Linked DNA regions of Mus musculus: all the other regions are linked to region 3. Evidence: chromatin contacts called from public Hi-C, HiChIP or PLAC-seq and promoter capture Hi-C data. All regions are on one chromosome and are shown on one strand. The core of a region is the stretch at or near the end of the contact, and the rest is flanking DNA. Distances in the headings are between cores, read along the strand shown.

The links. Promoter capture Hi-C pulls out the DNA fragments that hold promoters and counts their contacts. Hi-C and Micro-C count contacts between places; a contact is called where the count stands out from the background. HiChIP or PLAC-seq counts read pairs in DNA pulled down with a chosen protein or histone mark.
Region 1: a contact with region 3 is called in a promoter capture Hi-C map of pre-B cells, with 5 times the contacts expected there. The contact joins the promoter of Ankrd35 here to the promoter of Vps45 in region 3. A contact is called at or near these places in 4 of 39 promoter capture datasets (hippocampal neurons, liver and pre-B cells), 1 of 115 datasets of contacts at active chromatin or transcription factors (pancreatic cancer cells) and 1 of 9 other capture datasets (pancreatic islet).
Region 2: a promoter capture Hi-C map of pre-B cells shows a contact between it and region 3, with 2.8 times the contacts expected there. The contact joins the promoter of Pias3 here to the promoter of Vps45 in region 3. A contact is called at or near these places in 3 of 39 promoter capture datasets (hippocampal neurons, liver and pre-B cells) and 1 of 9 other capture datasets (adipose tissue).
Region 4: a contact with region 3 is called in a promoter capture Hi-C map of pre-B cells, with 4 times the contacts expected there. The contact joins the promoter of Cdc42se1 here to the promoter of Vps45 in region 3. A contact is called at or near these places in 1 of 39 promoter capture datasets (pre-B cells), 2 of 115 datasets of contacts at active chromatin or transcription factors (fibro-adipogenic progenitors and trophoblast stem cells) and 1 of 9 other capture datasets (adipose tissue).
Region 5: an H3K4me3 HiChIP or PLAC-seq map of bone marrow-derived macrophages shows a contact between it and region 3, with 4 times the contacts expected there. The contact joins the promoter of Pip5k1a here to the promoter of Vps45 in region 3. A contact is called at or near these places in 1 of 39 promoter capture datasets (pre-B cells) and 3 of 115 datasets of contacts at active chromatin or transcription factors (astrocytes, bone marrow-derived macrophages and pancreatic cancer cells).
Region 6: a Hi-C map of pro-B cells shows a contact between it and region 3, with 3 times the contacts expected there. The contact joins the promoter of Setdb1 here to the promoter of Vps45 in region 3. A contact is called at or near these places in 1 of 39 promoter capture datasets (liver) and 1 of 484 Hi-C or Micro-C datasets (pro-B cells).
Region 7: a promoter capture Hi-C map of liver shows a contact between it and region 3, with 4 times the contacts expected there. The contact joins the promoter of Arnt here to the promoter of Vps45 in region 3. A contact is called at or near these places in 3 of 39 promoter capture datasets (liver and pre-B cells) and 1 of 115 datasets of contacts at active chromatin or transcription factors (fetal liver).

The regions. Positions count from the first base shown.
Region 1 is chr3:96,668,377-96,672,556 of GRCm38.p6, forward strand. It overlaps Ankrd35 (ankyrin repeat domain 35), which reads left to right and starts at 1,755. Exons shown (of 14, transcript NM_001356538.1): 1 at 1,755-2,073. The coding sequence starts at 2,035.
Region 2 is chr3:96,695,017-96,699,093 of GRCm38.p6, forward strand. It overlaps Pias3 (protein inhibitor of activated STAT 3), which reads left to right and starts at 2,060. Exons shown (of 14, transcript NM_001165949.1): 1 at 2,060-2,179. The coding sequence starts at 2,156.
Region 3 is chr3:96,056,657-96,060,535 of GRCm38.p6, forward strand. It overlaps Vps45 (vacuolar protein sorting 45), which reads right to left and starts at 1,799. Exons shown (of 15, transcript NM_013841.3): 1 at 1,026-1,799; 2 at 324-458. The coding sequence starts at 1,118.
Region 4 is chr3:95,226,403-95,230,335 of GRCm38.p6, forward strand. Cdc42se1 (CDC42 small effector 1) reads left to right here and starts at 2,022. Exons shown (of 5, transcript NM_172395.3): 1 at 2,022-2,463. Mllt11 (myeloid/lymphoid or mixed-lineage leukemia; translocated to, 11) reads right to left here and starts at 2,275. Exons shown (of 2, transcript NM_019914.4): 1 at 1,682-2,275. Gm16740 (predicted gene, 16740) reads left to right here. Exons shown (of 4, transcript NR_108026.1): 4 at 121-256.
Region 5 is chr3:95,105,397-95,109,574 of GRCm38.p6, forward strand. It overlaps Pip5k1a (phosphatidylinositol-4-phosphate 5-kinase, type 1 alpha), which reads right to left and starts at 1,534. Exons shown (of 15, transcript NM_008847.3): 1 at 980-1,534. The coding sequence starts at 1,055.
Region 6 is chr3:95,355,837-95,359,771 of GRCm38.p6, forward strand. Setdb1 (SET domain, bifurcated 1) reads right to left here and starts at 1,366. Exons shown (of 22, transcript NM_018877.3): 1 at 1,229-1,366; 2 at 98-366. The coding sequence starts at 357.
Region 7 is chr3:95,432,200-95,436,151 of GRCm38.p6, forward strand. Arnt (aryl hydrocarbon receptor nuclear translocator) reads left to right here and starts at 2,191. Exons shown (of 22, transcript NM_001037737.2): 1 at 2,191-2,362. The coding sequence starts at 2,338.

The DNA of each region.
Region 1 (4,180 bases), core at 505-3,004, 610 kb after region 3:
TCACACATTTACTTACCAGACATTAAAGACCTACTATGAGCCAAGCTAGGGGACTAATTAAAAAAAAAAAAAAACCAAAAACACAACCACTGCCATCAGAGAGTCCCCACCTGATTGGAAAAACAAAGATGTAAACGGACAACAGGAAGGTGGGGGCCATCTAGGTGATGGTAAGAATGACCAGTAAGGCACACACCAAAATGCACACTGATAGGCAGGTTGTCAGAGTTTTAAGGGAAATTTTACAACAATGAAAAACACTTTACATGGATTAAGAAAGTACAAGGGGGGGGGGCTGGTGAGATGGCTCAGTGGGTAAGAGCACCCGACTGCTCTTCCAAAGGTCCGGAGTTCAAATCCCAGCAACCACATGGTAATGAGATCTGACTCCCTCTTCTGGAGTGTCTGAAGACAGCTACAGTGTACTTACATATAAATAAATCTTAAAAAAAAAAAAGTTGCAAAGGGCATTATGAATGAATGGTCTGCTACAACAGTTTAAACTTGGAAGTTTGCCAGAAAATACTGAGAGTGAAGGCAGGCTTCTGGTTTTGGTTTTTGAGACAGGATCTCTCTGTTATGTACCTCTGGCTGTCCTGGAACTTGCTATGTAGACCCACCACACAAGACTGGCCTCAATTTACAGAAATCTACCTGCCTCTGATTCCGGAGTGCTGAGATTAAAGGCGGATGCGTCACCACACCTTCTTCAGGCTTCTGTTTCAGAAGAACCTTGAAAACCATGTTAAGAACTTTGGGCCTAAGCCGGGCGGTGGTGGCACATGCCTGTAATAATAGCACTTGGGAGGCAGAGGCAGGCAGGTTTCTGAGTTCGAGGCCAGCCTGGTCTACAAAGTGAGTTCCAGGACAGCCACGGCTACACAGAGAAACCCTGTCTCGACCAAACAAAAAAAAAAAAAAAAGAAAGAAAGAAAAAAGAAAAGAACTTTGGGCCTATAGCATCTTGGGGGGGCGGGGGTGGGGGTGGGGTCTGCTGCTAAGCCTCACTACTTTAGTTCAAGCACCGGATTCACAAGGTGAATGGAGAAAGCCAACGCCGGTTGTCTTCTGACCTCCACAAGGGTGCCCACCCTTAGCGCATACTCATGCCTCAGTAAATGAATTAATGTAAAACACTTCTAAAAAGAATTTTGGGCTTTATTCCATAGGGTTCCATGAGTATTTGGGTGGGCTTGCTTGGTTTACAGGGAGGAGAAAGGAGAGATGGGAAGGCCAGACCAGTTGGCTGCAACTAATACTTGTCAAACAAGAATTACTAAGAAGTGAGTCTAAAGGATAAGGAAGGTCGGACTTTTTGTTTGTTTGTTTGTTTCTTGGAGTGGGGAAGCAGACAGTAAAAACTCTCCCCTTGCTGCTTTCTAAGATCTGCGTTAGTGATCGGCTTGATCCTTTGAGTTTTGTCCAACCTCTGGTTGCAGTGGGTCACAAATCACCCATTGGTGATCAAGTCTGCTTAGTGCATCACGTTTCCAAACTCTATAGAAGATCTTGGGGCGTTGGGAGGGAGGGGATGAAGCACACACAGGTCATGGCTATGACTAAGAGTCATTAACTGGTAAAAGAGGTTGGTGACATCGAAGCTTGTGGAGGTCCTTGAGAGGGGGCGGGGGCGGAACTGGGGGTGGAGCTCCAAGCAGAAAGACGGGGGACTTAGGGCCTGGAAGTCGCTGGTGCGGAGGCTGCGAGCATCCCTCTTGGATTCGGTAGGTAACTACAGGGGGCGGGCTTCGGCTGAAGGGCGGAACTTGAGAGCCAGCCAGGGTGGCCGCAAAAGACTGCGGGCTTTTTGCCTCTGCAGGGACGGGGTTAGGCAGGGCCAGAGGCGGGGTTTTAAGCCCAGCCTTCAGTTGAACGTCTACGATTGAGCGGGGTGGGATCTGGGGCGGGGCTTGGGGCGGGACCCAGTCTGCTTTTTGACAGCTGTCTTTCGGCACAGCCGTAGCCGAGTTGGGTTAGGAACTTGTGGCCCGGCTCTCTGCGCGTCCCCGTCCCCCCGTGGCCCTAGCCCCGGCCATGAAGCGCATCTTCTCCTGCTCCAGTTCACAAGTGGCGGTAGGTGCCAAATGTGTGGGAGAAGGGCTGTGGCTGGGATTCAAGCCCTGTGTTGACAGAAGTCCTGAGTCCCATCTCCATGGATGATCGCATTAACCCTGCCTGCATCAGTCTTTCCTGCGATGTTAGCAGTTCTGATAATGCGGTCGCCAGCCCTGGTAACTGAACTTATGGGTGTTATTAAAACCCTGTCCCTTAATCTTTTCCTTCCCAAGGTGCTTCCCCTTGGCTCCTTTTCCCAACATATTTGGCTTCCAGCTTCTGGTATGCTTTCTAAAGTTCTGTTCTCTTCCAATGACCCTGGTCTCTACTTCAGCTGCGGCTCCCAGTACCAACCCACCTCCAGACATCTGCCCGCCCCCACCCCAGCCTTTAAATCCGTTCCTACTTCTATCCCTAATTCCTGCCCTATAGCTTCACTTCCATCCTTGCCTTCTCACAACGTTCTCTCTCACATAGCTCCATTTTTACTCTTTGCTTTCTGCCCCTAACAGTATTTTCTGCCCCCAAAGTATTCTCACCCCAGTGCCTTCTTCCAACCCTTCTTCACAGCCTCCTTTACCAAACTTGCCTCTTCCACTCCATGACACTGCCTCTTCCACTCTCTCAAGCACCAATCCAAATCTCTTTCCAAGCGTCTGTCCAACATGGGGCCTCTGTTTTCTTAATTTCCAGTGACCTTTTCCTCAATATTACTTCCTCTACCTTTTGCCTGGACCTCCTGCCTGCTTACAGTGGCTTAACCTTGCAACCTAGCTAGCCAGACAAACGCTGTCAGAGGACAGACAAGTCTCCTGGCTGATCCCCAAGAGCCTGGGTGAGTTGCCTGCAGAATTTACCCTGGCCAGTTCTCTGTACTGTCTAGTCTTCAGACTGGTTCTTGGGACCAATCAAGTTCTGTCTGGTTCTCCCCCCATCCCACCCCACCCCCAATTATTCCTTTGTCTTGTTTAGCATTTGTGTTCATTTTCTTTGATTGAGTTAGGGGAATGAGATGGTGAAGGAGAAGACAGAGTGGATCACAATGAGAGAGTTCCTGACAAGGGTTACTCTCTTCTCCGTTCTCTCCCCTCTAGAGCAAAACAAAGATTTTGGAAGATGGTGGTTCAGGGAGGATACAGTTGTCCTTCTCTAAAGAGTTCTTCCGGAGTGGCCCTCTGTGGAGGGAATGGCGTCTTCTGAGGAGGTTGGGGGTATGAGTCCCTTGGTACTAATATTGCTTAGTTGACGCGTCATTCATTCATAAGCAGATGTGAGAAATGTTTGGTTATCTCACTGTGCCTGGCAGGCCACAGAAACCTGGCAGAAACCTGTGAAGCAAGAGTAAGAACTGTCTAGGCCTGTCTCTGTCCCATTTACATTTGCTTCTGCATGGAGTTTCTACACACTGACCAAACAGTAAGGGCCTTTACTCTTACAGATAACAGAAACTGCGGCTACCTGGGTTCTTAACACACTGGCTTAGCTCTCAGTGATTTTCTAATCCATGGTCACTTTCCCCTAATTATGGAAAGTTCCCAGAATTGTTCTCCCTTTCAGATTTATGGAGTCTGTTTCTCTTTAGGAGGGGGACTATTTCATTCTTTGTTGTTGTTTGTTTTGTTTTGTTTTGTTTTTGTGTTTGTTTGTTCCTTCCACACAGGGTTTCTCTGTGTAGCCCTGGCTGTCCTGGAACTCCCTTTGTAGACCAGGCTGGCCCCACTCTCAGAGATTTGCCTGCCTCTGTCTCCCAAGTGCTGAGATTACAGTCGTGAGCTACCACTCCTGGCTTAGTTCATTCTTTTTTGATTCTTCCATCCTGGTACTAACCAGGCCCAACCCTGGCTTAGATCCTGAAATCAAAAAGTTCAAGGTGATATGGCCCTAGGCCTTTTCTGGTTCTCTAGTCCTTGGGCAGTGAGTGCCTCCTTTCCTAGATGCTGGAGTGAGCGGTGGGCTAGATCTTGGGATCTAGAACCCTCCCTCATCCTTCATGGCCCTAGTTCTCTACGTGTTTGACCATGAGGAACGTCCACTCATCTGAATGCCTAGTATTGCAAGATCAGAGTTTATCAAGAGTGTAGGGCATGAAAGGCACACTTAGAACTGCATGCTTAGACTGAGAATG
Region 2 (4,077 bases), core at 810-3,309, 640 kb after region 3:
CACAAAAATGTCTGGGGCAAAAACAATATCAAGTGTAAGAAGAAACAAAACAATATGGTTGGCAATGAGCTCAGCTGGCTGTGCCAACATCCCAGTGCACAAAGTCTGAGGTTCTATCCCCAGAACAGACAAGTACCAGGGCCTGATTAGCATGCGGGGAGCTGCAGATGAGATTTAGGGCCAAGTACTTAAGCCTAAATTTAGCTTGAGGGGCCCATCATTTCAAACAGCAAGCAACAACTCCCTTCCCCAATCCCCAGTGTTAGGAGAGGGTGGTTATTTCCCTAGGAACAAAACCAGGAAGTAGTCAAGTATAATTAACAGGCACTAGAAATATTGTTAGCACTTTATGGCCTGCAGCTTAGGTTGGGGCTCATGGAAAGGATTACACTGAAGGCTTAAACTAAATGAGATTATTCCTAGTATTTACTAGAGCTTTTTATTATTTTGCATGTTTGTTGTACAACTTGCCTCTGATGCCAGACTGAGCTTTCGAATGGTTTTAAGCCCTCAGCACCTAGCAATCCCTGATTGCCACTTTAATATTTACCTCCCCCCTTTACAAATATTTACTGGACAAATGACATTATCCCTGAGGCCCCAAACAACTATAAAATGTGGAGTTTTTACGATAACTAGTATAAGGAACAGTGCCTTAAAGTAGCTATCTTTATAGATATAGAAATGAACTACTCAGCCAGGCAGTGGTGGCTCATGCCTTTAATCCCAGCACTCGGGAGGCAGAGATAGGTGGATTTCTGAGTTCGAGACCAGCCTGGTCTACAGAGTGAGTTCCAGGACAGCCAGGGCTACACAGAGAAACCCTGTCTCGAAAAACAAACAAACAAACAAACAAACAAAGAAATGAACTACTCAAATCGTCAGGTTAAGTGACCAACTTGGTTGAAACAGGGCCCTTTGGAGGGTCCAAAGCTTTGGAGGAGGAAGTAGGCACTTTAAAGAGGGGCAGAAGTGTGTCTTCTGTACCTGTATCTCCTTGTGTTCACCAACTGTGGGATCCCTAGTTACTGAAAGCATATTTGGAGGTTGGGAGATAGAGGGTTATCTGTAGGGATTGGGCTGCTTATTTTCCATTTGTAGCCCAGGTTTTCCCCCAGATAGATGGAGATCTCATCCTATAACCTTTCTAAACAACCAGAGTCCCAATGCACATAGTCCCAGTCCAGCCCAGTCCAGGCTCTACACTCCCTCCCGCAAGGGATCAAAGGACTACTCAAACTTTGAATGCCCAGAATCTCTTCTCTCCTCAGCGCTCAGAGGAGTTAATAACTCCCGCCCGGCTCCTGGGCTCCGCCCCTCTCCCCTCTCCGAGGTCCTGGCGGGCTTACCCTGGAGGGGGCGGCCCCAGCAGCAACGCTTGGCCGGGCGGAGCTCAGGCCCGGGCGGTGCTGCGGCTGCAGCGTCCAGCTGCCCGACTGAACTCCAGCCGTGCAGCAGACTGCCGGAGCTGCGCGAGCCCTTTCTGCACCGGGGCTCACCCCCGCAACTCTGCGGGTAAGTCCTGCTTTCCGCACCCAACTTTGTTGCCTGTCAAGCCTTGAGTCGTATGGCGCTAGCAGGACCTAAGCTTGTAATTGCTGTGTTCGGGGGAGGTGAAGAATTCGGAACAGCCGTCTCCAACAGTTCGCAAGTCCCCAACTTCCCCCAAAAAGGACAGGAGAGCATCACTTTCAGAGTTGGCGGGACTCTGGGATTTCGCTAACTAAACTTGCGGCGGAGATCTCCGGGGGACAGGGGCTCCAACTTCGCCGCCCCTCCCCCATCCCTCGGAGCTCCGGCAGTTCCGGATACTTTCCCTCCATCTTTCAAGTATCCTTGGCTGCCTAAAAGCCCATCCCTTCGGGTCCGCCTTCTCGTCGTTACCCGCAGGGCCCCGAGATCCCCGGGCTGCACACTCCCTGCGGGGCCACCGTGTCTCCCGCCGCCGGGAGACTTGCCCCGGCCATCCGGCTGCAGGAGAAGGGGCGAGGCCGGCGGCGGTCCGGAGCCCGGCGGGCGGGGCCGGGAAGGGGAGGTGTAGGGGGCCGGACGGGGCGGAGCAGGCGGCCTTTGCGGCCGGCGCTGGGGCGGAGAGTTTGCGCCGGTCCCTGGGCCTGAGCTCCGGCTCGGGCTGGGGCGCCTGCGATGTCTCAAGATGGCGGAGCTGGGCGAGTTAAAGGTACCGGCCCCCTCCCCCAGCCCCAGCAGGACTCGCTCGGCTGCCCGCTGAGGCGGGGAGGCGACCAGGCTGGGCGCAGCGGGATGGGGTGGGTGCGGGCGACGTGGCAGGGACTGGCTACAGGGATGCGCGGGCAGCGGCCGCGAAAAGGGGCTGCGGTGGCGCCCCGGGGGCGGGGCCGCAGGGCAGATGCAGGGGTGGGGCGGAGGGGGGAATTGTCGCCCCGGAGGGCCGAGGCACAAGGGGCGGGGACGCGGGGCCGTAGCCGCTTTTAGTAGTAGGTAGTTGCAGGGTACAGGCGGGCGAGGGAAAGCTCCTCTAGAGGCGTAGGGGTGAGTCCATCAGGCCAAGAGGTGTGACAGTGAGGGGGAGCCGTAGGGATGGGACCCGAGGACCAGATGTTATCAAGCTCCCGGGGACCTGAAGCTTAGGCTTGGGGCTGCTGTGGGCATCCGAGCCTTGGGCAGTACCGATAGGGGGGCTGAGACGTAAGGGGGCGGGGCTGTACAGGAGCGTACCTTAAGAGATGAGGCAGGAGCATCCTGGAGGCTTAGAGTAAGGAACTGTCCTAATGAGGTCCTGTGGTTGGAGAGGTAGAGAAGTGTGAACCACTGGATAGAAAAAAAGTTATTGAGCCAGTGGAGAAATAAAAACAAGTAGGAGGAGCCAAGGATGGAAAGGTAGAGAGAAGGACAAGGTTTTCATCACATTCCTGAAAAGGAGACCAGGAGGAAAAGAACTTGGGAGAGCTAATGGTCCACCCGTGACTAGGTCTTCTAGACATTCACAGAAGGGAGCCCTAGAAGGAGAGAGATCTTGCCCCACCACAACACAGTCTCCAAGGAACCACACCAGAAGATATCCTACAGAACCTTAGACCTTCATTCCCCCATCTTCTGGCTTCGCCCCATCCTTGTCCCGAGTAAGCCTGAGTTCTAGCCATTGGGCCATCCACGTTTAAGAGCTGACTTCTGTGCTTTGGTTCACAGACCCCATTCTCATTCTCTTGGGGTCTCTGTTGAGAAGTTTGCCTTGGTTCCCACCCTGGTGGCTATCTATGAATATACCATGTATGAGAGAAAGAAGGAAGATGGTAGTTCTGGACTGTTTGGTTTCAGACCCCAGGACAAGGGGGCTGAGGTGCATATTTTACATCTCAAAGCAGCCCTGGCCTCCAGGTTCTCCCAGCATCCCTCAGTCCCTACCTGGCATTCTAAGGCCTCAACCCTAAACTTTCCAGCCCAGGGGCTGGGCTGCCCTTCCCCCAAGGTTCTTCCCTATATAATCCAGACATTTTGTGCGTTCCCCCCCCCTTTCCTCCACCCTATGGCGATTCCCTTAGGACAGCTTCCTAATAAACTTAACTTTTTTTTTGTTTTTGTTTTTTTTTGTTTTTTTGTTTTTTTCGAGACAGGGTTTCTCTGTGTAGCCTTGGCTGTCCTGGAACTCACTTTGTAGACCAGGCTAGCCTGGAACCCAGAAATCCGCCTACCTCTGCCTTCCGAGTGCTGGGATTAAAGGCGTGCGCCACCACGCCCGGCAAATTTACCTTTAATCTAATCTAATTTGGCTTGAATTGGCTCATTTCACTGGCAGAGAAATTAGCGATCACTGACAGATGGAGTAAGTCTGGCCAATTACTGAGACTTGGGGACTTCTCCCCTACACATTTTGGTAGCTATCTTCTAGTAAACAAGACTAAAGGAGTATGGGCATGTAGGCAATGAAAAGGTGTGGATGATGATGATGATGGTGGTGATGATGATGATGATGGAGTGTTGAACTCTGGCTTAAAGCCCTGACTTTAAAAAGTTTCAATTCAGAAGCACGGGGAGAACAGGATGGATCAGGTGATAGGGAGGTGGCCGTGGGATACAATCCTCTTGTCACCTGGCCAC
Region 3 (3,879 bases), core at 549-3,048:
GACAGTAAGAGCTGTAGGAAAGAGATGTGACGGTGGTGTTCAGCACGAGGTACCAGGTCAAGCCAGCACTAAAGTGACTTAGGTTCCCAGAGTTAGTGGCTTTGGGAATAGCTATTATTCTAAAAGATCTCTAGAAGGAAAACCTGGCTGTGAGGGGGTGAACTGAGGCATGGAAAGGAGAGAAGAAAGGTCACAACTCTGACAAAACAGGATAATTATGATGCCACAAATGATGGTAACACAAATTTATTTTGCCTTCTTAACGCTTTCGGATCAGTACTCTGCATTTGCCCACAGAGACGGCAGCTCAGTGTGTGTAGTACCTTTGTGGGTCGAAGGAAACAAATTGCTTTTAGGTGTTTCATGATCTCTCGATTTTGAGAATCAATTCGTTCGAAGAGGTATACTTCCTTCTGAAGAATCTCTGACTGTGTGTAGACCATACTCACTATACCAGTCTGTAAAGCAAAAGAACGAACTAAGATTATACTAGTCCGGACTAGTAAAAACATGCATCAATAGTTAAGCCTTTTGCCACTAATATTTGAGTAGGTAATTTAAATTCTAATATACAGAATAATATTTACCTAATATCCAAAACAGGCTGTAATGTGTTAGAATGAAAACCTACCACTCTCTCTGAACATGAACAACTCAGAAACTTCTAAAGAGGATCTTCACCATTCCTTTACAATTCCTTTTTTAAAGTTGTGGTCAACAAATAGCCTGTTATTTCAGCTGAACCCCAACAATTTACTTTTAAAAACAACGTTGAGTAAAGTCTTCCCTGTGTCGCCAGTAACAATTTCTTTGCAGACACTCTTTCAGGTGTAAGAAGTCTCTTGGCACCAGTTAGAGCTGGTTAGACTGCACACCCACTGGGAAAGCATTCTACAACTTTCCCAGTGCCAGACAGACTTGATCATCGTCATCAGTGAAATGCTAAGTTCTACAGCGGAACGGGGCCAGCAATTCTAAAGGAAGGGAGAGCTTCCTTTATAAATACTGAGCAAAAGCAAACTCACCGTTTCTTTATCCATGAGAAGTACCTTCATGCCCGGCCCGCTGTCCTCTATCATTTTGGAAATATACTGCTTCACAGCAAAGACCACATTCATGGTGGCGAATTGACAGGTGCCCCACAGCCCTTCCCACCCACTTTCCTGGCTGAATTAACCTCAGGCCTGTTGGGTCTCAGCTGCTTCCGGTCGCCAAAGCCTCGGCTTCCGGGAGTCCGGGTAGCTCCGATACTGGGAATTGTAGTTCCTCCGTGGAGTCCGGGACTCAGACTCAGCAGCTAAGCGACGGTGCCATTCCCGACGCTTCTCGGTAGGGAGTGGAAGGCAGCCTGTTTCCCCGAACCCGCGCTGTGCTGGCTTCTGGTCCTGAGTAGGGAAGCGCTTGGCGCACCGCGGGATACAGCTCTCTCGGACACTGTTTGCTGAGCATCTTTTCTGAAGCCCTCGCACGTCATCGTAGCACTGGGCAGGCTGGGGCAGCGGGGTCCCAGGTCTGTACTGCATAGCAAGTTCTCTGATAGCCCAGGCTAGGTTACAGAGGCAGCCCCGGTTTTCTAAAGTATCCAAACAAAGTAGCATCAAGAGACGGCATTTTGTATTTGGTAGGTCATAGAATGAGACTCAACTGGGTTTCCTAAAGAGAGAAGGGGAGCTGAAATTCATCACGTTTGTTGAATGAAGAAACAATGGGAACGCTATTTAGAGATGTTGTAGACCTTAGAGACCCCAGGAAGGCGCGGAGCTTCCACCCGCCCCCTACTCAGGACCGCTGGGACTGCGAGCTCGCGGCGCCCAAAGTACTGAATTTGGTTGGCTTTCAGGGACGCCGGGTTTCCAGGGCCCCTGCAATGGGCGGGGACAGTTAATTCATTGGGGCCGGAACAAAACCAACTTGAGAATTTAAAGGTAAACACATTTTTAATCTAAGAAGCAAGAACAATTAGCAATCAACTGGATCTTAAAGCTTCAGTTTCCAAAAAATTCAACAGATGACACACTATTATCACACTTCGGATCAAGGTGTTTTGTTCCTCACCTTCTTACAATAGAGAACTGTACAACCAGGAAGACAAATAACTGCAACAAATCATTGGCTATTAGTGCTTCAAATATTTACACCAAAATAATGACGTGTGTGAGATGTGAAACTGCAAAGGATCACCAGAGGTGAGAAGGAGATTTTAAGAGAGGGAGACCCGGATAGACATAGTATTGGAATACAAGGGAATGAATACAAGGAGCACAAAACAGACAGACTATTTAGTAGAGGAAGGGGACCAGGGAGCTTTAGGAACCGCGGGGTTAGGGGTAGAGGGGCTGGAGGCAGGAAAAAAAGGAAACACATTAGAATGAGATATTATTGTCATGTGTATAAATGCCATTATGAGACTCATTGAGAATGCTAATTTAAAAAATTAATTTAAAATCAACACAGCACCACTAAATACTAGTTTTTTCAACATACTGTAAGAAATATGCGGTTAAATAGAATAGAAGAACTTAATCGGGTTATGCAAATTATGCGAAGTTTCCAAATCCCTTGAGGAAGACTAGAAGTCACTTGAAATACAGGTATTTGTCACTTCTAAAATTGTGAAAATGTGTTCTTTTCAGTTTTCCAGTCAATAAATAAACCAGTAAATAAAACTTCCCATTGGGCACAGTACAGGTTTTGAGACTTTCTTTCTTCTTCCTTTTTGTTTGAATAAGGCTTTGCAATGTAACACGGGCTGACTTTGAACGCGTGACCCCTCAGTGTCTGCAGTGCTGGAGTTACTGGTGTGCATATGTTTTGACAGAAGCCTTAAAGCTTTATATTAAACGAGTCAGTGGGATATTAACTACACACAAATGAGATCTAATGTTATATACAATCCTGTTTTATCAGCAAAAAAGTTCATATATTATAGAAAACTGACTCATCAAAGAAAATAAAATTTACCCACAAATCTAGCAAGTTACTGGTATCTGAAAAATCACCATCACCCATGTTGCTTGGATTCTATTTCCTTACCTGGACTGTAATATAGTATGTCATATTTTTTCAACTTTCTGTATCTTAAAAAGAACAAGCCAGCAGTGGTGTCACACACCTTTAATCCCAGCACTCAGGAGGCAGAGACAGGCAGATCTCTGAGTTTGAGGCCAGCGGGGTCTACAGAGTGAGTTCCAGGACAGCAAGGGCTCTGTTACAGAGAGAAACCCTGTCTCAAAAAATAAAACAAACTGAACAAGAGACGAGGAGTAGAACAATGATTGTCCTTGAAATGGTGCCTTGTCAGATTACAATTGTAAGAAATGAGTGGAGAGAGTCCTTTTAGTTATTTGTATTCAGACAGATATGACTTTTTGAAAAAGAAAATACCTACTTTGACAAGCTTAAAATGTCTGACAATACCAAGTGTTGGAGACAGTGTGAGACAAGAATTCACAGGTTACCAACGCAAGAATCAAAGAGCCTTTTTTTTTAATAGAAATGTGGAATTATCTTTAAAAGCTAGTGAAACATAAAACCCTTATGCTTGTGGGTTCAAATTTCCTGCCCCTTGGTATTCTTGTACAGTAGAGCATCATTCCCACACTTTTAACCCAGAAGTGGCCATGCAGGGCCACTGGGCCCCCATTGCCTCTGAGCTGCTTCAGTTGTCAGCTTTCCCAGTGTCCCCTGTGTGTGGCCATGAGAGAAATTTCATGCTCTAAAAAACTCTCACATGTTTATGAAGCATGCACACAGATGCTCTAACAGAGTCACTGAGAGTCGTAAGATAAAGTTGTAAACAATCTGAGTGTCCATCACTCAAAGAATGAATACATAATATCTACAATAAGTAATAACTTTGAAATTAACTACTGTATTTGG
Region 4 (3,933 bases), core at 772-3,271, 830 kb before region 3:
TGTCTGAAGACAGCTACAGTGTACTCCCATACATAAAATAAATAATTTAGGAATTTAGTTCTCAAAAAAAGTATTTTCTTATATTCTGTTTACTACTTTTTGTGGTTCTAATCTGAATAGCAGGAGAGCCTTATATGGTGGTGGGATTCCTGTGACCCCAGCATCTGGCAAGTGGCAGCAGGAAGATGAAGAATTTGATGTCAGCCTGGCTACAAGAGACCCTGTCTCAAAAAATAAAGTGAGCAGAGACTAAGCTAGGATTTGAGTTATTGTTGATAAACTGACTTCCTAACAACTGTAACCTAAAAAAAGTTGCCTAAATAATTTATCAGGGATGGACAGAACTATCATCCAATGTAAAAAGCTAGTCCAGTGTGGCAGAGCACAGCTGTAGTCCCAGCACTCAGGCTGAAGCAGGACGACTGTGGGTTCAAAGCCCCCCAAAACCAAACCAAGACCATGAACGAATATAAAACAAAAACAATTTAAAAGAAAATGTGTGAGATATTAAAAGGCTGAAAATCTCTAGCTATACCATTGACCTATCGACATGTACAGAGAGACTCAAATTTGTCCCAGAAAACAGACATAAAGGCATATGTGGCATTAAAATAAAAAAGACCGGCTGCTCTTCAGCTATCGTCCCCTTTCTTTCCCTAAATGCTCTTCACCCATCATTTTATCTATTTTTGCTTATCCTAAGGGCTCTGGATGGTGAAAATTGACATATTTGCTCAGTAAATGCCACCCAGTTATTTTATGCAGAGTAACTTCTAAATTTTCATTGTCTATTCTTAGAGATAAAATGATTAGTAGATACACACATTTAAAAGATACACTTTCTTTAAACTACCTGGACACACCCAAATACCCTTTGTCCAGATCCCCCCAAGAGCATTCAAGGCCTAATCCACAGGGCCTTGCTGTGTCATGCTGCCACCATGCAGTCTAAGGAGGGATGGTGGTGGATGAAAATGGAGGCTTCCTGGTATTTCTCATGTTGCTCTAGGATTTTCCTATTAGCCACAATCCTCCCCTTTTTCTAGGAGGAGCTGCAAAGACAAATCTGCTGTCATAAGTAGTTCCTGTGAGCTACACTGATTGCAGCATGCCATCGGGCAATCCCACAATGGCTCCCACCTGTCCCACCTAAAGCCTCTTTGGAGCAAAAATCTGAGATAGGGAGGAGATTGTTAAAGGTTCCAATCACTCTCAATAGCATCTCATGTTTAAAAAAAAAAAAAAGTACCCTACTCCCCAAACCTCCCTACAAGAGACAGAAAATCGAGGGGGATAGAAATACAAGGGAGTAGAGGCTACAATAATTACAGTAGGAATAAAGATTCACCAAATAACTGGTAGCAGAAATTATAGCTTGAAAAGGAAGATATAGATAACTAGACACTAGACAGAAGCCATTAGATGCACAGGGCAAAAATTATAGGAAAATGAATACATGAAATGAAGAGCTAAATGCCGAGAGATGATTACAGGTAAAGTGCTAGAAATGAATGCCTAGGTCCATGGTAAGGCATGGATGGAGATCTTAACAGATAAAAAATCTGGTAACGAATAGTAACCCATTGTTCATAGCGCCCCCTTCTCTCCTCTTAAACTGCCCCCCACCTCGGTCTCACACGGGGTCTTTCAAGCTTAAGAAGCGGTCCCTCGTCTTGGTTACCTGTTAGCAATGAATGACTAGGGTGTTCCGAAGACGGAAGGGATGCCTCAGGGGCTCGGGGGTCGGCTCTGGACTGGAGAGGAGGAGGCTGCTGAAGGAAGCTGTCGCGGATGTGACGGCTTTGTCTCCTCACGCCTTCTCCCTCGTCTGTGACAGAATCTGCCGCTGGGTCTCCCCTGCAATGCAGCCCCTCCTAGCAAGGGCGGAAGCACTCCCCGCCCCCTCTCTGCCTGACTCGGCTAATTCGAGGGATAGGTTCCGGAACACGCTATCCACCGTAGAGCCTCTCCGTCGGCTCGCACCGCACCCCCACCTCTCCAAGTACCCTCGTGCTGACTGGAGCGCATGGCTGAGCAGTTAATTGTCCTCTAACTTAGATGTATGGGTTAAAAAGTCTTCCGGTTAAACAACAGAATGGCCCTCCTTTCCCACTGTAAGGACTAAAGGGGACTTTGGGAGACTCAGAAAGGGCCCCAGCGCATCGTCCTCTCAGCGCCTGCAGCAGGTGGACAGACTAGCACAGACAGTTGGGGTGCCGCGGTTGTCCCCGAGCGCGGTGCTTGCCGCTGTCCCCGCGGGCCACGCCGTGCGCCCCGAAGCTGGGCGGAGCGCTGCGCTCCGCTCTCAGCCCCTGGGTTTCGTAATCGCGTCGCCGGCGTTTCCGCCCTCCGCCAGCCCCACCTCTGCCGGCCCGCCCTCAACTCCCCGCCGTGCCGAGAAGCAGCCAGGGGACCCGGAGTGGCGGAGCCCCCGCCCGCAGTGGGGACGCCGGGGAGCCGCAGGTAAGAGCGCCGGGCGAGCCGGGCTGCGCGCGGGCGGCGGGGAGGGGAGGGCAGGGCAGCGGGGAGGTCGCGATCACAGTACACGCGCGGGCGGCGCAAGCCACGGAGAGGCAGGGAAGCGGCGACTGCAGCGTGGGGCCGGGTGGAAGGTGCGAAGCGACAGGGGCTCCTCGCCGGCCCTCTAACCTGAGAGATCTGCTGTGCTAGAGAATCCGAAGTGGTGCTGGGCCCCGGAAGGTCTAAGCCAGAGTGAAGCAGCCACGGAGAACATTGACAGAGCCAGTACAATTCATCGAAGTTCCCATCCTGGGTCGCAGTGGGTGGGGGACGGAGCTGGAGTCTGACGGAGAATATTGGGGGAGGGGAAGAAATTAGGATCTCCTTCTGTTAACTTTTAAGTATCCCCAGCCCTTCCCTGGGGTTAGGGCAGGGTTGGTGCTCGGACAAATATCTGTAACTTGTTTGAAAATGGGGCCCATTCCTCTCTTGGGAGTCCCTCAGCAGCCCGCTATGTTTGGAGGGTCTCCACACAGGGACCAGCTGCATCCCCGGGCTTATAGCCAGAATTTGCCCACACGATTCTCAAGTCTCTTTCTCTCCAGCTGCTTCTTGCTTCTTGTGAAGGCTTGTCAGACAGCGGGTTGGAGAGGGAGGCCTTGGGGCCGGAGGCAGCGGGACCGGGAGAACCGGTTTGGGGCTACCACAGGCTCGGGGAACTACCTGTGTACATCCTTCCTCCCCACCTCTCTCCTGCTCGCCCCTCTACAGCTCTGAAGTGTGTAAGGCCCACCGGGACGATGACGGTGGTTTAGGGTTTGTCATTTCAAGTTCTGGGTTTCTGGTGGAAGTGAGAGGGGCCCTCCTGTCAAGGATGTGGCTTTCTGCGCTTTTGTCCCTGATCCCTCCTGGCTTCCTTTTTACTGTGGGGATGAAGTAGTGGGCCATGGATTCAGCATCCCACCCTCCCCAGCTAGCCAGCTCAGGCTTTATTTGTTCCCAGCCCATTCGTTGGCTGCTTTGAAGAGGAGTGACAGCCAAAGCTTAGTACTTCCTTTTCTGGCTTTGTTCCTCCTCCCCCCCCCCCCACCCCACCCCACCCCACCCCCAACTCCCGCACTACCACAGTGACCCTGGCTGGTCTTCACACTCTGACACGGGCCTCCAAGTTTCAGAGACCCTAATGTCCTAAGGGAATGGAATTTCCTGGTCACTTCTCATCATCATTGGTGGTTTCACGCCAAGTCCCACACACACTTTCCCTCCACCCAGCTTGGTCAGGTCCCTGGAAGAGAAACAGAACTGTCCTTGTTCCCTCCTCGGCCCCCTTTCCTCTCCCTCCTCCTTCCCGCTTCCAGCATCGGCCACCCCTGACCACGCCGCCGGCTCGGCTCGCTTGGGGCAGGGTGGAGGACGTTGGTAGAGCCCTGCCTCAGTCTGGACTATCTGGTAGTGTTAGGGGTTTCCTCTGAT
Region 5 (4,178 bases), core at 284-2,783, 950 kb before region 3:
CCCATAGCTCTCAAGTCGCACACACCCCTCCCCATCTTTATGAAGCCTAACCACAGGCCTAACCCCGACTCTTCTACAAGTCAAGGCTTCATTTCATTTACCCTCCTTCTTTTAGGGTGTTTTGACCTTGACCTCCCTCCTCATCCTTTAGATGTTTCCAATGTTTCCCTCTGTGCTGACTATAGTAAGCTCCCATGATCCCAGCACTAAGGCCAGTCAGGAAGGCATAAGAAGTGCCTGTATCAAAATACAAAACAACACAACTCCTCATTCCTTTCCACAGTTGTACAACCTAAAGATAGGAATCCCCTAAAGAGTTAATGTGAGAAAGTAAGCATGTGGCTGGCTGCTGCTGACAAGAGATGAGAGGAGGAATGACGCACTGGGAGGGGGGCGGGCGGGGGGTGGGGGAGGGAGTCTGAGCGGAAAGCCACTCCAGGAACTTACTCCCAATAAAATCCACAATTCCCATGACTCTCCATTACTTTTAAGTTCCATAATCCCCTCAACATTTTGATCTATTAATTTCACAATCACTTTGGTATCTACCTTACACCTTTATCTACCAATACTCCGTTTACGTTATTTTGTCTTATTAAGCCCAGATCCTGATGCATGCTAGACGAGATCTCCACTACTAAGCTGTATCCTCAGTCTCCACTGATTCGTTTCTCCACTCCTGTTGTCGTTTCTCTCTTAACCCCCAACCTTCAGTCTCCATCCTTCCTCCTCAAAGTTCTCAACGCAGTCGCCTCTGAGACACTGTGTGAGTTTTCGTCAGCTTCCCTTTTTCTCAGCGACATCCATCCTTTCCCCCAGACTCCTCTAGTAATAGAATTGTCTACTTCAAAGTCCGGTCCTGTCCTCCCTTAGGGGCAACCCCTCGGACATCCTCAACCACAGGTCCCCTCCCAGGACTCGGTCTTGTTCCCATCTCACAGTCCTCCTCAGTCGGCTGCCCGCGTCCCACCCGACTCACCTGCGGTACCAGCAGGGGCCCCGGCATCAAGGGATGAAAACCCGGCCGCCGCTGGCCCTGAGGAGGCGGACGCCATCTTGGCAGCCCCCTCCCCCTCAGCGGCTTCGCTCCCTTTCAATCCGGCTTTTCCTTTTCTCGGAATCGAATCTTCCCCACGTCTCTTCACAGAACCCGCGTTCGGCGGGCTTCTCACAGGCGTTGTTCAGGCTCCAGGACAAGCTCAGGACCGCACCACTTGCCCGGCATGGGGGAGAGCTGCAGTCTCGCACCTTCCTAGCAACTTGAACTGCTCTCCGCCAAAGCTACCTTCTCTTACCAGACAGGAACACTTGAGCCGGGCCCCGGGAGTCCCGCGTCTCGGATAGAACAAACCTAAAGGAAAACCTAGGCACCTGAGGTGCCCCCAAAAGCGAATGCCCCCCCTCCCTCACCTCCCCAGCCACTGCCTGTTTATCCCCAACTCCACCGCTCGGCTCAGGGTGGGCGGCCAAGGAAACCCCGGTATTGCGCATGCGCCACAGCTTCTCGGCGTTCGTCTATCTAGCCGGAGAAAAGAGAAGCCAATCAGAGGGGACTTCGGATCACGTGACAGATGATGCCACACCCCAAGGAATCCACCGACCGTAGACCGTGAGTCTACGGTGGCTCAGTAGGCCAATATAGGTTCGTATCTTTGATCGGGTTGCTAAGAACTCTTGTTAAGAATCAGCTGGACCGAGATGGACTGAGCTCCTCAAATGACAGTCCTGGAAAGAATTCGGAACGCAGCTCTGTGTCAAGTCCGAAATGTTAAGCTCTTGTGCACTACAAAACATCACAACCATCAAGAATTCTTCCAGCCTTTACTGTTTAAGGTGTCGGCTTGTGGGATCTTCCTTCTAAAGACATAAAAATAGATGTTTTGTTTACTTCAAACAGTGCTAGACACAGCGACAGAGTTCATTAAATGTAAATATTTGATAAATAAGGCAATGAGGATTTGTCAACAATATAAGAAGAAAAGTAAGAAAAATACATAAAAACAAAGTTTAAAAGACCTGATAAAAAAAAGACTACAGACTATCAAATAACCTCCCCCTATCCAAAGTCCTCCTTAGCATTCAGTTGCTAATTATCTATACTCCAAAGGGCATAGAAATACAGAGGGATTCTACTCTAGCCTAGTTGTCATATGAACTCTGCCCAGTTTTTTTTTTTTTTTTTTAAAGATTTATTTATTGATTATATGTAAGTACACTGTAGCTGTCTTCAGACACTCCAGAAGAGGGCATCAGATTTCATTAGGGATGGTTGTGAGCCACCATGTGGTTGCTGGGATTTGAACTCTGGATCTTCGGAAGAGCAGTCGGGTGCTCTTACCCACTGAGCCATCTCACCAGCCCTCTGCCCAGTTTTTACAAAGAACCCTAGCAGCTGTGAATATTATGGGAAGCCTAGGGAAGGCCTTTTTGAACAAGCGCTTCTGAAAAGCAAAGACTGTGTGCTAAAGTTCTATGTCCACCTCCTGTCACATTTTTGTACAAGGTAATCACTCAATAATTATTTGTGAAATGAATAAATAAAAGGCATGGGAAAAAACCTCCAGCTTATTGGTTCTAAAGTGGCCTGGACACCTATCCAGATGTTCCTCCAAAGGGAACCCAGGGCCAGAGTATCCATCAAATATCTCCCATTCCTTAACCTCAGATTTCTTCCTCTGCCTTCAAGACCTAAAATATTTGTTTCCTTACTGCCATCTGCTGGATTCTTTGTGCTCCCTTGGGTACTAAAGATTGACAAACTTCATTTGATAGAATTAGCATCACTAATTCAACAGCATTTTGACTCGGTAGCACTGAAGTATTGTATGTTGTACTGTACCTGAAACCTTCGCCCTGCTGTTACTGGTGTCAGACAGTGCTATTCACTCACAGGTGAAGTTGTGTCTCACAGATACTTAGTAAATACTGTTGAATAAATTGTCTATATTTCCAGAAAAGGCATTCAGTCACCTGGGAACTGTTAAGACCACTCATCAGATAAAGGCACCAAACTATGCCTAGGTCCATGAGATGGGATAAGAGAATTGATCCATTCAAGTTTTCCTCTGCCCTCCTCTTGCACAAGTTAACAAACACTTGAGTTAAGTGTAAACTCAGTTGATTCTATTTCCTAAGGTGCTCTAAAAATCAATTGAGGTAGAGATTAAAGCTATTTCAGACTCTGAAATTGTAAGTAGGCAAAAAGGACCTAAATGCATAAGGCAGTTAAAAACAGAATTATCTCCCTATAGTTTGTATTTCAGTTCTGAAAGAAAAATTAAAAAAAAAAAACATCTTAAGCTTCCTAGGGGCCTTTGTCTCTACATCGCCCAGGAAATGGCCACTGTCACAGCCCCACCTTGTGTTATCCGCTTATGTGTGTAACTCCCTCATAAGATGATACTTTTTAGAGCAAAGATGATGGCTTTTCATTTTTACAGTTCAAGAATGTAGACTATTGCCAGGCGGTGGTGGTGCATGTCTTTAATCCCAGCACTTGGGAGGCAGAGGCAGGTGGATTTCTGAGTTCCAGGCCAGCCTGGTCTACAGAGTGAGTTCCAGGACAGCCAGGGATATACACAGAGAAACCCAGTCTCAAAAAAAACAAAATAATAAATAATAATAATACACTATCTTTAAACATCTGGGCATGGTGGCACAGTATCTTTAAACATCTGGGCATGGTGGCACACTATCTTTAAACATCTGAGCATGGTAGCACACGCCTGAGGTTCCAGCTCCACAGATAGCTAAGATCCCTTAACTTGTTCCCTTGAGTTTTCTTCCCTTGAGTTTTCTTCCCTTTTTCTCCCCCGCCCCCAAATCTTGATTTCCAAAAGAGCCTGGACGATAGGCAAAATATAGCATACCTTTATCTCAGGGGTAAATGTAACCGAAAGGAGGGCTTGGAATGTTTAGGAAGCAGGTATCCTACCCCTCTGTCTCTCTGCCCCAGCTCTTACTCAGTCCCAAGGTGTCCTCTGAGTCACAGGGTTACTCTTCCCTAGTGACATTCCTAGCATAGCAGAACTGGGGTGACTGGGCAAGGTGTGGGAGCTGGGGCAGAGAAGAACGCTGTGGCTTGGTGCTCCTGAGGAAATGGCAAAGGGAGTTCACCAATACATACTTTCAGAAGGGAGGCAATCTGGTGACCTCAAAGAAGGGCCACCCATTCGGTT
Region 6 (3,935 bases), core at 116-2,615, 700 kb before region 3:
AAGTCGCCAAAGTATAAAGTGCTTAGGACAATGACAACAACAGTCACTCCAAGGAGGACACAGATGGACATTTACTTCTGCTTCCTGGAATCCCTACCTGGATGCATCATCAAACAGCCGATCAACATAAGCCACTTCAGACTCTTTCTGTAGTACCCACGTCTCCAGCTCTGCGAGCTGCTTCTTGCGCTGCTGTATGCAGTCCATCTTTTCCAGTTCCTCATCAATGTACTGACGAAGTTCCTCCATAGAGATACCCAGCTCTTCAACCACCGCCTGCTGCAGCTCAGCAATCTCTGCAGAGTCAGCTGCAGCTGGCGCTGCAGCCAAACTCATGCACCCAGGGAGGGAGGACATGCTTTGGCCCTGTGCAGGATGAACAAGAAGCGAAAACAACTCTAACCGAGGCTCACACCATTTCTGTCTCATAATCAAAAGCCTGCAAACTCTGTTCTCTCCCCTCCTCCTCCACAAGGCGATCTGGAGATTTCCCGGGGAGCCTCATCTTCTCACACAGACCCAAGCTCTGGGTAACAACTAAGAGCGGGGAGACCCTGGAGAACTCCAACACGCACCAGGGAGCTAGCTAAAACAAGGTTTCAGGAAACCGAAGAGTGCTTATCGACCAAGGAAGATACTTCTGGGAGCTACTTGTTCCTTAATTGGCTCTGTCACTACACCGAGTCTAACCGAGGCACCGGCGGCTGGAGACAGGTGAGCCGCAATGAACTAATTCCACCCGGGTTGTTTAGTCCTCCTTTTCCTCGCGGCTCTTTGCTTTCCCGTGGCAAGGTGGCTTTTAAAACCTCCTAGGGCCATGCAAGAGGGCAGCTGCACAAGGGATGGGCTTCCCGGCTGCACCAGGCCCTGGGAGTCTGCGACCAGCAAAGAAGAAAAGGGACGAAGAGAGGAAAAGTCGGACATCCCTACGTGATCAGAGCAAAAGCTTGAAGCCATGGCGACCACCCAGCAGCCACACTCGGAATAACGCGCACAGGCGCTTGGCCGCCCGGGCCACGCAGAACCGCAGCAGCCTCCAGCCTGCCGCCCTCCTGCTTTCCCGCGCCTCATCGACGCACCGCCTCACCCACGCACCGCCTCGCGCCCACCCGCAGCCGCCGCCTCAGGCCCGCCCGCCCCCGGCTCGCTCCTCTCCCGCCAAGTTCCCACACACAGCCCCAGCCTCGCACCAGCCAAGCCTCCCAGGTCCACCTCGGCCTCAGCGCACCTCAGTCCGTCCTCCCCACAACTCTGGCGCCCGACCGCAAGGGCCGCGTCTCACAACCCCGACCCCAGGTTTTACTCCAGGGCTCCGCCTTGCCAAACCCAGGCAAACTGAAGGAGAGACGGCGGGGGAGGGGAAACAGCGTGAGGAGGCAGGAGGGGGCGGGGAGCAAACCGACGGTCCGGAAGCAATAGGGAGCGTCCTTCCGGCCTCTCCGACGGTAGCCCGAAGGGACCAAATTTATTGCATAGCGCTGCGGTACAGGGGTTATGGGAATTTAAGGAGAGTATGCATGTGTGAAGTAGGGCATTTCCAGATAAGGGGCTAGTTGGACAAAGCAGGTATTTTCCGGAGTCATTTATGGAAGCTCTTCCCCTACAGGTGGCCAATATAGTTGATTATTGTTTTAATTTGAAGATTTTTTTTAGTAATAAAATTAATTTTTTAGCAAAATTAATGAGTGTTCATATAGGAAATAAGAAAAATACAAATAAACAACAACAAAAAACTCATCATTTTATCACTGAGATTGTGTAGTTTTCATCTTTCACAAGATTAAGGTTTTTTGTTTTTTGAGGTTTTTTTTTGTTTTTGTTTTGTTTTGTTTTTGTTTTGTTTTGTTTTTTTGTTTTTTTTTTTTGTTTTTTTTGTTTTTTTTTTTTGAGACAGGGTTTCTCTGTATAGCCCTGGCTGTCCTGGAACTCTCTCTGTAGCCCAGGCTGACCTCGAACTCAGAAATCTGCCTGCCTCTGCCTCCTAAGTGCTGGGATTAAAGGTGTGCACCACCACTGCCCAGCTCTCATTTCTTTCTTTGCTTCTTTCTGCCTACTCATCTTTGAATGCCATTACTTTCACAGCAGATCTGGCCAATCTCCCAGCACTGCTCACACCCCTCTAGCCTAAGAACAGCCTTACAAATAAACTGCCAAACTCAAGTACACTGTCTTCTTCCACTGTCCTCCCATAACCCTGCCTGCAAGGGTAAAGGAAGCTGAAACACAGAAATAAAGAGCAGACTCAAGAAGTGTTTTGTTGTGGTAGTTTTAACATGGGGTCGTGCTTTGTAATCTTGGATGGTCTGGCACTTGCTATGTAGACTGTGCAAAGATCTACCGGCCTCTGTTTTCTACCTGTTGGGATTAACCTGTGAGCCACCATGTCCTGCAAGGTATCTATATAAAATATATTTTTCTGTACACCTGTGTGTCTGTGTATGCATATGTGCCCATAAGTGCAAGTTGGCCTCAAAAGCCCGAAGAGAATACTGGATTCTATGGAACTGCAGTTACAGACAGTTGCCATCCAACATAGGCACTAAAATTCAAACTCAAAATAATCTGGAAAACAATAAGTGTTCTTAAATACGAAATCATTTTCCAGCCCTTGTGTGTGTTTGTGTGTGTCTTTAAGGAATCCAAAACATTTGGGCAGCCATGGCCCTCGTGTTCTTGGCAACAGAGCCCAAAAAACCGGTCCCGGAGTTTACTTACACAGCAGAGGACTTAGCCCTCATTTTCAAAGATTCCAGTCATCAGTTCAACAAAAATAAGAGACTGTGGTACACCTCTGGGGGAGAGAAAATCCTGCCACAAAGACAAGCAGAGGCTATGATCAAACAGATGCACCAGTGGACTCACCTAGGGGTAAACAAGCTTATCCAGACATTCTCCAAGACTAAGTACCATGTACCAGGGTTAAAACACCTTGTGGAGCAGGTGGTGCACAAGTGTGTGCCCTGCAAAAGTCAATGTCTACTGCACTATGGTGCATCCAGGGAAGAGGTACCCGGGAGACAGACCTGGCACCTACATGGAGGTAGACTTTACTGAGGTATGACCTGGAAAATATGTATATAAATACCTTCTGGCTTTTGTGGATACGTTCTCAAGATGGGTAGAAGCTTTTCCCTGTAAAAATGAGACTGATCAGATGGTCATTAAGGTTATTGAAGCCGGGCAATGGTGGTGCATGCCTTTAATTCCCACACTCGGGAAGCAGAGGCAGGCAGATTTCTGAGTACGAGGCCAGCCTGGTTTACAGAGTGAGTTCCAGCACAGCCAGGGCTACACAGAGAAATCCTGTATCGAACCCCCCACCCGAAGAAGGAAAAGGAGAAGAAGAAGAAGAAGAAGAAGAAGAAGAAGAAGAAGAAGAAGAAGAAGAAGAAGAAGAAGAAGAAGAAGAAGAAAATTTTCCAAGGTTCAGAGTGCCAAAAGGCCAAAAGCAATAGTGTCAGATAATGGTCCTGCCTTTGTTGCCCAGGTAAGTCAGGGCATGCCCAAATATTTAGAGGTCGAATGGAAATTATTGTGTGTACAGACCTCAAAGCTCAGGACAGGTAAAAAGGATAAATAGAACCCTAAAAGAGACCTTGACAAAAGTAACCATGGAGACTGGCACAGACTGGGTGGTGCTCCCCCCTTCATTTAGAACCAGAAATACTCTCTCTTGATTCAGTCTTACTCCTTTTGAGATCCTTTATGGGGCTCCCACACTCCGCACTGTCTTAAATGATGTGATTGAACACACATGTTGTTGTAATAATTATCTGTATGCTAGGTTAAAAGACTTGCAGGTGAGGCAGAAGGAAGTCTGGTTACAACTGGCTGCAGCAAAGATCTGGGTACCCCAAAGACATCTCACCAGTTCCAGGTCGGAGATCTGATTGATCTAAGTGCATCTGCATTGCAGCCAGACCCTCAAGCCTTGC
Region 7 (3,952 bases), core at 941-3,440, 620 kb before region 3:
CCATTAAGGCAATGCCTCCATCTTGGCATAGTGGTGCCCCCCTTTAATGCCAGCAAATGAAAGTGTGAAAGCAGGTGGATTTCTATCTGTTCACAACTGTTTGAAACTCCAGGTTAATGGGATCTTTCTTGTCTGTCTAATTGTGTTCCAATACTCAGGTGTACTGACTTAAATGCAGACACATTCACATAATTAAAAATAAAACTATTCAAAACCCCAAGAAAATGTCTAAACAAACCAACCAAACCAACCAAATAACCTAAAGCAAGCAAGCAACCAACAAACGAGAAGCCAGCATGATGTCACTGCGCCTCTCACTGCACCTCTTTTTAGTGAATGGGAGTTAGTTCTCTCCTCGAACCATTGTGTGGCTTTTGGAGAATCCAACTTCAAGTACCTTTAGCTCTTGAGCCATCTTGTCAGTTCTACTTCTAAATGTTTTTAAAATTTTTGTGTATGTGTGAGTGCACATGTTTTGGTGTGAGGAAAGTTGAAGATAATTTGCAGGAGTCCTCTCCTTGTGTAAGTTCAGAGCATTGGATCTTGGGATGTTAGGTGTAGCTGTGTAGTGGAGTCGTCTTTATGGCTAATTAAAAAAATTTTTTTTGGTGAATCAGACTGACAACAAGCCAAAGAGTAGTGCCATATGCTTATAGTTCTAACATTGGAAGGAGAGGGTGAATTCAAGACCATTTTCATCCTCATAGTGAATTTGGGGTCAGTCTAGGCTACATGAGACCTTGTTTCAAAGAACAAAATTACCCTCCTCCCCCCAGTCCACATATACATGGTGATGAATATAATAGACTTTGGGTGTTAGTTTCATTCACTTTGCTTCTCACTACTGGATTAATTTGCAAGGTGGCCTTTGTTTCATGTCTTTGGTTTTTGTTTGTTTTTGAGATAGTGTCTTTCTATATATAGCTCCTGCTGTCTTAGAACTCACTATGTAGACCAGGCTGGCATTGAACTCAGAGAAATTGGCCAGTCTCTGCCTCCTGAGTACTAGGATTAAAGGCATGCATCACTATGCCTGGATCTGTTTGTAGTTCTTTTTTTTTTTTAAATATATATTTTTAAGATTTATTTATTTATTTTATGTATATGAGTACACTGTAGCTGTACAGATGGCTGTGAGCCTTCATGTGGTTATTGGGTATTGACTTTAGGACCTCTGCTTGCTCCAATCAACCTCGCCCACTCCAGTTGGTCGGCTCACTCAGTTCCTGCTTTCTCTGGCCCAAAGATTTATTTATTATTCTAAATAAGTACACTGTAATTGTCTTCAAACACACCAGACGAGGGCGTTAGATCTCATTAGGGGTGGTTGTGGGCCACCATGTGGTTGCTGGGATTTGAACGCAGGACCTCTGAAAGAGCAGTCAGTGCTCTTACCCGCTGAGCCATCTCTCCAGCCCCTGCTTGTAGTTCTTGATTTGTAAAATTATAGAATTTATCTCACAGTGTTTTGAGTCGACATTGTCTGTTCTGAATTGCTCAGTTCTTATAATTAGACATTACGTCTGTGTGTTTACTACCTTGTCATTTTAAAAAAACTTGTGACATAGGACACCTCACTTTTGGAGGGCAGAGAAAGGGACTAGTTTCATTTTGTAGTACAGACTGGTCTTTGCATTCTGAGTTCTGGAATACTTGTTTAATAAAAATTCTTTGTTCGTTGTCTCCATTTCAAATGTTGGCATCTTTGGTACCACGTAATCACCCAGCTTTTTCCTACCAGCTTCAGAGCCAACTCTTAAGAATTAGTTATCGGACTTTTACTAGTGACAAAAGTTCATAAAGAAAAAACAACCTAGAATGGATTAGTGATCCCTGTGTTAGAACCTATAAAGAGGGTTTGCATAACAAATCGTCTGTAGGAAGCATATGCTGATGAGCCCACTAAGAAAGAAAACATTTTAGTAAAATGCTCGTTTTCTTTGCATTTCACTGACGTCAATTTGGTTATGAATCTCTGACGCCGAGAAGGCCGGATTAGGGAAACAGCTGGTTGGCTTCCTAGCTCAGGCTTCCTAGCACTCCTCGGGTCACCGGACTCACTGGCCGAGTCACTAGCCCGGCCTCTATGGCGACTTACTGTTTCTATTGGCCAGTTCTCCCAGGGAGGCTGTCTGGAGACTGACCGCGCCCATAGTTTGGGGCGTGTCTTCTGCCCAGGATGGGGAGGGGGGTGGGCGTCCGCCATCTTGGATTCCGCGGTAGCGGTGGCGGCGGTAAGGTGCCTAATCTGCGGAGTGGCTCTTCCCTCCCCTCCCCCAGCTCGGTGGCGGCTGCCCCTCCCACCGAGGGTGGCGCAGGGACGGTGCCATCTCGACCATGGCGGCGACTACAGCTAACCCAGGTGAGGCGGCAGAAAGGACTGACAAGTGCGGAGAGCCAGAGCAGAGCAGCAGGGCCGTGGCGTTCGGGTGTTGGGGGAGGGGTGTCGAGGAGGCGCCCTGCCCGGAGGACCTGGGGAACGGGTGACGGGTGTTTGGGGGCTCCGTGCCCCAACTTCTGGAGTAGTGGTGGCGCTTGGCCAGCGTCTCCACTCTGCCTGCGGTGTTAGGGAGTGTTGTGGTCTTTTAACCCTCTGCCAGCTGATGTTCCCCTGATGCCTAGTAAGTAACTGGGCAAACTGACTTGGTGTAACTGCGAGCGTAAACTGGGCTATAGACGGGGCCACGTTGACGTTTTGCAAAGTCTTGCTTGATTCTACACTTGGTTTACATTTAAATGGAAAACTTAGTTCTTTGAGAATCTGCTCAGATTCTTGTAACTCCTATACTTTGAAATTTAGGGTTTTAGCGTAGTTATTAGTGTCTTGCTGCTGAAGGCAGAGGTTTGGGTAATGGTAATAGTTCAGGACAGGTCTTTAGTCCAGAACCCAGGTTTAAATCTTGTTAGGTCGAGGTGGAGCAACTCCTGTTCTTTCAGAAAAATGTCCCGCGCCATTTGTCTGTGGACGTCCTCTTGCTTGTTTGTCTGTCTGTCTCTGTCTCTCGTTCATCTTATTTTGAGTCTTGTCTCATTCCAGCCCCCGGTTGACTTTGGATCACTGCAGTCTCCCTCTCAGTCCTTTCTACTGTATTCAGTTACATCTTAGGAAGTATTTCATTTTAGTTGGGCTAATTTACCTTGTTATTTTCCAACAAAGTAAATCCATCATTTCCCAGAAGTCTGTATCATCGAAGAGTTTGGAGGGAGGGTTGTGTAATATTGGTCTCTGCTATTTCACATTGAACTTTTAAATTTTATCTTGTTAATGTACTATATTACAGTAACAGGGTACACACACGTATGTATATACATACACACAATAGCTGAAACACTGGGAAATGTATTGTTTTCCCATTATTTTTGGAAACAGCCTTTTTTTTTAAGAGAGAGAGAGAGAGAGAGAGAGAGAGAGTCCTAGAACTTATATGTAGCCCAGGTTGGCTTCAAATTCATGTGTCAATATCAACTTTAAAAAAAATATTTTTAAGCTTTAGAAATTATGTATATGATAATGTCTACTTGTGAGTGCAGGAATGGGAGGAGTCCAGAATAGGGTGTTGGATCCCCTGCAGCAAGAGTTTCAGGCAGTTGAAAGCCCCGTGATGTGGATGCTAGGAACTGACATTAGGTCCTAGAAGAGTAACACATACTCACAACTACTGAACCTTCCTTTCAGCCCCTGAATATCAGTTTTTTAAATCCTAAATTATTATTTTTTTTACATGAAGATGAAGTAAATTGTCAGGAAACTATTGGAATATTTGATGAATTATAGAATAAAACTATACAACTGAAAAATGTTAGAGAAAATCAGACCTTGTAGCAAAATAGCCCATGTCTGATTAGAGTAAACAAGATTTCAAACTGATCCCATGTTGCAAAATCCTTATATAACTCTTCAGACTGCAAAGTGTCTCTCTTGTTAAGGCCGTAGAGACACGTTAGTAAGTCA